Regions from separate parts of the Triticum aestivum genome. Here region 1 is linked to region 2. The links are chromatin contacts, called in public Hi-C maps. All regions are on one chromosome and are shown on one strand. The core of a region is the stretch at or near the end of the contact, and the rest is flanking DNA. Distances in the headings are between cores, read along the strand shown.

Region 1 (4,586 bases), core at 679-3,178, 340 kb before region 2:
GACTCTATTGAAAAGATGAATAATGGTTCAATGGGTCATGCTATCCTCAACAAGACCTTCTATCTGTGAATAGTGTGTATTCTTTTACCAGGCCAAACATAAACTACATAGTTGTACAAATGGCAGAAATGGGTCACGCAATCCTCAACAAAACCTTTCTATCTGTGAATAGTATGTATTCTTTTAGCAGGCCAAACATAAACTAAACAGCTGTACAAATGCAAGAGAAACTTACGAGGTCAGTAACATATTCTACAACAATGTCCTCCACAAGTGCAACTGTTTCTGGAAGTGGCTGAAAAACCAGCAAAAAAAAAAAGGTCAGTTGCATCGTAAGTCCAGAGCATCTAAGATTTAAAAGGGGGATGACATGTTTCTTTACTCCGTCTTTTTTTCTTTTTGAGATCCCTAGTAGGAGCATTGACTTATTTACTATGCGAAGAGTGAAACTAAAATATTACAAGGCACACCAGGCTATCCACACAGCAGCACCCAAAAAGAAGTGAGAGGCAATAGATGCTGGTTGGCAAAAAACTAGGGGTTTCTCTAGGACCTGCCCAACAGAAAGGCATCCGGTTCGGCTCGCCCCGAACATGAGAGGCCAAATGGCCAGTAGCTACTCATGATGAAAAGACTAGCAGTTCCTTCCACACATTCAACATAACATAGATGAACAGCACACATAATTTTAATTTTCAATAGAGATTACATGCGACCACTATCCATATGCATTGACATATGTTAGGGATTGGCTGTTGTCTGATTGCAAAGGTGTAAGCTAACCAACAATCAAAATTCATTGATAAACACAGTCTAAGCAAATACTTCCTCCGTCCTAAAATTCTTGTCTTAGATTTATCTAGATACGGATGTATCTAACACTAAAATATGAATAGATACATCCTTATGTAAACAAATTGAAGACGAGAATTTTGGGACGGAATGTACCAATTCCAGGTATATCCCTTTTACTTCTCTAAATATATTTCAAGTTTTCAACCATTAAATACTAACATGGTAAACCCACCCCTTGTTTGCTACCACTCTTCTTGCAAAATGTCACTTATGGCCCATTGCATCCTGAATTCTTAAATATACTACACTGACTGCATTCTGTTCTACATAATTCCTAACCAAAAAATTAGGGAACCAAAGAGAGAATTGGTAATGGGCCAGCTTACATTTGGATCGTCCCCAAACCCATACATCATGTGCTGCACTGAAAGAAAACGAATAGGAGTGAGCCATAAGTATGGGGAAAATAAACAGAAAAGAACTAACAATTCAGAAAACAGAAGAAGGCCTTACGGTCCTTCTGGAAGACGCCGCGCTTGCGCTTAAGGCTCGATGCGGCTGCGTCAGCGCCGCCGACGGCGTGGGGTTGGTTGGAGGAGGACGCCTGGCCCGGCGCCGCGGCATGCGCCGAGGACTTGGACTTGCCGGCCGCCGGCGTGGCCGGGGAGGAGTTGTGACCGTGGCCCGAGGCCCCTGCCGCGGCCGAGGACTTGGACTTGGCAGCCGCAGGCGTGGCCGGGGAGGGCTGATGGCCCTGGCCCGAGGCCGCTGCCGCGGCCTGCCCCGAGGACTTGGATTTCCCCGCCGCTGCCGCGGCCGGGGCAGGGTGATTGCTGCTAGGGTTCTGCATCTCAGCGCCGGGGGGCAGGACAGAGTGGCGAGGCAGGGTCAAGAGATTTCGGCTGGCTACGCTTCCCAGCGGCGCCCGGGGATCTTGATCCGTCGGGCTCTGGCTCCGTCTAGGGCTTCCCTGATAGGTACTGCTCGCGGATCTATTAAGCTGTGGCAATTATCTGGGATACAAGCTTGATTCGATACACAAAATGGCGAAGGGGAGGACTAGGGTTCGGAGCCAGGGGAAGGAGGTAGCCGCCGGGTTCGCCTTGATCCTCTGGATGGATCTCCTGGATGGTGCCGTGGAAGGTAAGTAGTAGTCTTGGCTGGGCCTAATGGACCCATTCTGGCCCAGCCACTCTTGCGTTGGCCTTGATCTGTCGACGAGGCCGTGCCGCTCCTGGTCCGTCGTTGTTGGTACGTGGGGACGGCATGTCAGGGGTAGTGGCGCTGACATCCCCCCTTCTTGTGTCGAGGCTTGACCCCAAGCCTCTGCCTGAGGGAACTTGTCGAAGAGCGCGGCCTTGTTCTCCCAGGAGGTGCCCAGCGTCGAGTCAGGTGACCACTGTACCTGGACTTGCTCAACCATCGCGCCCGCCATCTTGCGCCAACGTGTTTGGAGGATTGCCACTGGTACATCCTTTGCGTCTTGTTCCACCGGCAAATGTGTTGACGCCTCCATTCCTGAGAGAAGTGCTTGACGCAGCACCGGCAAATGTGTTGGAGAACATTTTTTCAAACATATTTTTTTGGTGTCAATTTTTTTCATACACATTCTATATTTTTTGTATAGATAAGGAATATTTTTTATACACACATTTAACAATTTTTAATCATGTATTTGAAAAAATGTCAACTTTTCAAACATATTTTTTGGTGTCAACTTTTCTTCATACACATTCTATATTTTTTGTATAGATAAGGAACATTTTTATACACACATTTAACAATTTTTAAATACATGATTAACACTTTTTAAAACATATTTTTAGTCAACTTTTTTGCATATATATTGTACATTTTTTGTATACATCAGAAACATTTTCTTATACACGTTTAACATTTTTTAATTACATGATTAACATTTTTTAAAACATATATTTTTTATGCCTATTTTTTTGCAAAAAGAATTAGCCCACAGCGAGCCAATTAGCTCCAGTCGGCCCACTATGGGCTGACAGGACCCAATCAGCCCACAGTGAGCCGACAGGGGCCAGTCGGCCAGCTGTAGGCTGATTGGAATCCAATCGGCCTGCTGTGGGCCGACTAGGCCCAGTCAGCCTGCAGCGGGCCGACGGTGTATTATTTTTGAAAAAAAATTACCCAGCGTAATATTTATGAAAATTAATAAAAAATGTATTATTTAAAAAAATTAGCCGTACATGCGGTGTCTGGTTGGAGTTTAGAGCATCTCCAACAGCCGCGCTAAGCGTCGCGCGCAAAAAACCTGTTTGTCGCGCGCACTTCGGCATGTTTAGCGCGGCCACCAGCGCTGACTCCAGCAGCCGCACTATAATGCAGCGCGCGCGCCGCTCCAGCAACGAGCAAAAATAGAGCGCGCGTGACTCGCCGGACATATAACATACATGATATTTTGGACACAAAATGAGTTTGAAAACATTCATCAAAATGCAATGAACATGTGAAATTTGACACAAACAAGTTGATGAATAAAAGTTCATGCCCACAAGTTCAAAATCATGCCCACAAGTTCATCCAACCAAGTGCTGCAAGCTTCTTTCCCCTCGCCTTCGTGCTGCCGGAGCCGTCCGCCGCCTTGTTTTTCTTCACGGATGTTTTGCCCTTCTTCGGCCGCGTCGCATTGGGGACCTTCGACGGTGCGGCGGCGGCACGGGACGGCGCCGGCGCGATGCCACCCGGTGTCGTTGTCATCCACGGCGGCAAGAAGAGGCTGCGCGTGAGGCCGACGCTCGGCGGAGCTCCGGCGATGGTGATGCCAACGCTTCCCGCGCTAGGGTTTCCGGCGGCGGCGGGGGGGGGGGGGGGGGGGGCGGCTGTACAACGGGGTGAGCGGGGTGCCGGTGTGCGCGTCCATGGGTGGGTGGCAGGGCGCCGGCGCCGGCGCGCGTGGGGCGTAGGAGGAGGAGAGGAGAGAGTGCGGCGCGAGCGCTCGAGTCTGCCGCGCGCTGTAGCGGGCGCCCGAAATACACCGCGCGGGACAGTGTTTTTGACCGCGCGCCCAACTCGTTATAGCGCGCGTGCCGTTTTTGCCCGCCCGCTGGAGCGACCCGCCGCGTTGCGCGCGCGCTAAAACGGACTAATTTGTGGCGCGGTGTTAGTTTAGCGCGGCTGTTGGAGATGCTTTTAGGGGTGTGTTTGTTTGGGCTCCAACTTCTTCGGCTGCAGCTGCAACGGCTCCGGCTGGAAAGAGCAGCTGTAGCTGAAAGGTTGGAGTTGAGGTGCAGTTGTTTGGTAGTTGTGCTATAGCAGCTGCGGCTGGAGCTGAAACATACCGAAATGACCTGAACGTCCTTTATTGTTTTGTAGATTGGTTTTAAGTGTTTATTATACTGTTTTAACAGTAAATGACCTGATTAAGAGCTTTTCTTTGTCGTAGATGACCAATTTTTATAGGTATAAAGGTTTAACCGGAATATAGTTCTTTTATGGTATAGACAACGTATTGATATATAATTTGTTGCATAAGTTAAATCATCGAGTTAAGCATCTATCACTTTAAGAATTTTGTTGTCCCAGTTCTGTACAGCTACATGAACAAATGAGCACAAGCAGACAGATCACGTGTATTGCAAACAAAATTATAAGAAACATAGCATCCAGTGAACATGACTGCATACGAACTCGGCACCCAAATCCATACATGTCACATAATGTGTACAACAGCACCAAACAGCATATGCACAAGCTTCAGCAACATCACACACGGCCAGCACACACACATCAAGCACGCACATATGCAGGCAGCACTAGGCCTC
Region 2 (4,051 bases), core at 1,522-4,021:
TTGCCCCGAGATACGTGGGTCCTTTCAAGATCATTGGCAAAAGAGGCGACCTCGCCTATCAACTTGAGCTTCCGTCCAACTTCACAAATGTGCACGATGTGTTTCACGTGTCACAGCTTCGCAAGTGCTTCAAGACGCACGAGCGTACTATCAACTTCGAAGAAATTGACCTCCAAGAAGATTTGTCTTGTCATGAGCATCCCGTTGCCATTCTTGAAGAAACCGAGCGCAAAACTCGCAACAAGTCAATCAAATTCCTGAAAGTTAAGTGGTCGTAGCACTCCAACCGAGAAGCCACCTGGGAGCGCGAGGATCACCTTCGTTCCGAATATCCAGAGTTCTTTCAGTCCTAGATCTCGGGACGAGATCCTGTTGTAGTGGAGGAGAGTTGTAACACCCCAGATGTAACATGTCCCAATTTGGCAATATATCAACTTGACCTTCATCCAATTCCTTTTGGGTTCAATCATGTTTGGCCTCATCTTGTTTTGTTTTGTGGTTTATTCTTTTCATTGCCATGTTTAGCTTGCCATATTGCATTTGTGCCTCTTGTCATTTTGCATTCCATCCCCATCATGTGCATGGTGTGATTTCATACATATCATGTTGTTGCATGTTCAATGCATAAATCTTGCATCATCACCACTTCTCCTTCCTTTCCTTTCTTTCATTTTGCAAGTGCACCTTTTACCTTCTCCTTTAATGTTCATCTTTTACCTATAAATCTTGCTACATGCCTAGAACCTGGCTCTAATACCAACTTGTAACGCCCATACCAAAATGCGGTTATGCCTCTAAATCGTGCCTCGACACGTGGGAGATATAGCCGCATCTTGGGTGTTACAGTGGGAGAGAGGAGGAGGCGGCCAGGTGGAGGGCGCCCCCCAAGCCCAATCCGAATTGGGTGGGGGGCCAACCCCCCCCCCCCTTTCCTTCCTCCCTCTCCCCCCTTCCTTCTCTCCTAGTCCAACTAGGAAAGGGGGGGGGGGTCCTACTCCCGGTGGGTGTAGGACTCCTCCAGGGCGCGCCATAGAGGGCCGACCCTCCCCCTCCTCCACTCCTTTATTTATGGGGGAGGGGGGCACCCCATAGACACACAAGTTGATATTGTTTAGCCGTGTGCGGTGCCCCCTTCACAGTTACACACCTCAGTCATATCGTCGTAGTGCTTATGCGAAGCCCTACGCCGATAACTTCATCATCACTGTCACCACGCCGTCGTGCTGACGAAACTCTCCCTTGGCCTCAACTGGATCAAGAGTACGAGGGACGTCCCCGAGCTAAACGCGTGCTGATCGCGGAGGTGCCGTACGTTCGGTGCTAAGATCGGTCGGATCGTGAAGACATACGATTACATCAACCGCGTTGTCATAACGCTTCCGCTTTCGGTCTACGAGGGTACGTGGACACACTCTCCCCTTTTGTTGCTATGCATCACATAGATAGATCTTGCGAGATCGTAGGAATTTTTTTGAAATTACCGCGTTCCCCAACACAAAGAAACAGATGTGTACGTGTTGATTCCACCCTAACCTTTCTGAAGCGTACCCCCTCTTAATAGTACAACTTTCGTACAATTCAAATCCACCAAAAAGAAACGTAGAGAGCAGCCGTCTTCGATAGGCTCCGAGGGACACCGAATCGTCTTGTGCCTAGACATGAGATATCTGAAATGCTCAATGCACACGATTAGTCCGCAAATGCATTGCCATCAATCACCAAAACCACTTAGGGAGAAATATACCCTTACAGAGCATATTGCTTGATCTTATTCTGTCTACATCATGTTATCTTGCTTAATGCGTTACTTTGTTTGTCACGAACTTAATACTTTGAGATGCATGCAGGATTGCGGTCTTGGGGTGGAGTAATAATAAATGTAGTTGGATTACGGTCTACTTGTCATTGGACGTGAGGCCTATATATTAATTATGCTTATGCGCTTGTCTATGAATTGGCCAACAATAATTTGTTTAACATCGATGTTATTTATGAGAGAGACGCCTCTAGTGAATTGGCCCCCGGGTCCATTCACCTTTATATTAAAACAAAGCTTGTAATTCGTTGTTGTTTTCTTTTACTTTTATTTATTATATTTACCACTACAAGATTTGATACTTGCAACGGGCTCGACGTCGCCTCTCCCAGCACCAGCTGCACCTAGACGACGCCATCTGCTCCTCTGCGTTCTCGAGCCTGCTACCGCGGCGGTGCCTCCACCACCGTCGCGCGCGTCGCTCCACCTCCGTCGATAGATGAGAAGGGACGAGATTGGGGAGGGAACAAGCGGGAAGTGAGAGGTGCTTCTGGAAGCAGATATCTAGTCCACCACCACGCAGCCACGGGCGTTCGCGCATGATACAATACAACGCGTTACAAAATGCTGATGAGGACAACTAGCCCACGACAAGATTATTGTGCCTCGACCAACAGCGACAAGCATATTCGCTCGAGATTGCTAGAAATCTAACATCGGTTGCATAGTATTTGGAGGCAAAAAAATGCATGTTCAAATCTTAACCGGCTGGTATATCCACACTTAAAAAACACACTGCAAGACAAACACATATATGTCACAATGTCTTTGTCTATTGTTTTCGAAAAAGAGTGTTAAAAGTCTGATGTCACATTTTTAACCATGTCAAATCAAATGTTTTTATATGGCATATGTCGTCAGATTTTTAGCGAAATCTGTTCAAAAATCTTAACCTGTTCGGCATATCCACACGTAATAAGCCCCAAAGACTGAAATTTAAAAGTCAAAACAAAGCAAATTTCGAGCGGAAGCTGTGTTTGGCTCCATATCCACGCCCCAAAGAGGTCGAGACTTGACGGGCCCGATAAGGCGGAGCGAAAACCCTCGCCTAGCCTTTCCCTGCACGCGGCGTGGGAGCGTATTTATTCGCGAACGAGGTCGAGATGCGGGCACTCGCGGCCGCAGCAGCAACTGCAGTAGTGGCGGCGCCTACCCCCGCGCGACTCCTCCTCGTCTCCGCCCGCCGCGCTGCTCCGCGATTCGGTGAGCCCTCGCTTCTCCCGCGAATTCTCCTCCTCCCCCAATCCCATCCGGTTCCACCCCGCTCCGGTTGTTCATGGCGCCGCGCGGTCCCCGCGTCGCCCGGAGTTGCGAGGTCTGATTTGGCAGCAGAAATCCGAGGGGTCATGGGTTTGAGTTTGGTGCGGTTTTTGGTTTTGGGTCAGCGCCTGCGAGCTCCGAAGATTTTACAGGGAATGGCGGATTGTCTACTGGACCTTTTACGGGGTTTAGAGTGTACGGTGCTTGAGATGTTTGGTTTGAATTTAGTTTCCCATGGTTCCGGTTTATAGCACTCTAAAGTAAATTTGTTGTGCACGAATCTGCTAGTCAGCGTATGGGGGCATGCGAATTTACCCACAGCTTTTGGAATTGGGGATGAAAAAGGCTGTGGTTCATTCTGTACTCTGCTCAAGTTAACCTATGACATGCTAGGTTTAAATTGTAGCTTGGGGATTCGTGGCTGTCGAACTGAATAGCATCTTGCACTTGAAGTAGCATCCGGTTAAATAGCATCTTGGAAATTCCATCCGGGAGTTCGACAAGCTTCACTAAATAATTCCTTTTTTTGGGGGGCCTAATTTCGGCCTTCTTGCTTATCTTTGTGCTGCCTATCTAGCTAGGTCATTGTAGAGCATCTCCGTTCGCAAGGTCACCTAGGAGCGCCTGCTACGCTTCCACCACCATGGGAGACGAGACCTCCACTTCTGCCTCAGGCTCGGCCCAGGAACCTGCAGCACCGGTGAGTATTGGGTTGCTGGTTCTGGAGATGATTGTGTTGTGTGCCCCTGTCTACTTGATTGTGATGGTGGCGTCTCAAACTGCCAGGCCCTGCAGGGAGCTGGGAGTGTCAAGCAGCAGATCTCCAACTTGGTGGCTCTGTCACTCCGTGCGACAGTGCCTGAAGTGGATGTAGAACCGATAGTTGAAGTTTGCACGGGAAAGTTTGGTGACTACCAGTGGTATGTCCCCTATGTGTCTATTTTATTTGATGATCTGGACATGTGCGACTCCTGT

What was found. Hi-C and Micro-C count contacts between places; a contact is called where the count stands out from the background.
Region 1: a Hi-C map of leaf shows a contact between it and region 2, with 7 times the contacts expected there. The contact joins the promoter of LOC123113939 here to the promoter of LOC123113910 in region 2. A contact is called at or near these places in 2 of 5 Hi-C or Micro-C datasets (both in leaf).

The regions. Positions count from the first base shown.
Region 1 is chr1B:167,189,782-167,194,367 of IWGSC CS RefSeq v2.1, reverse strand. It overlaps LOC123113939 (transcription initiation factor TFIID subunit 13), which reads right to left and starts at 1,928. Exons shown (of 5, transcript XM_044535274.1): 1 at 1,309-1,928; 2 at 1,182-1,219; 3 at 236-295. The coding sequence starts at 1,645.
Region 2 is chr1B:166,856,086-166,860,136 of IWGSC CS RefSeq v2.1, reverse strand. It overlaps LOC123113910 (arginine--tRNA ligase, cytoplasmic), which reads left to right and starts at 2,771. Exons shown (of 18, transcript XM_044535245.1): 1 at 2,771-3,019; 2 at 3,654-3,776; 3 at 3,863-3,996. The coding sequence starts at 3,720.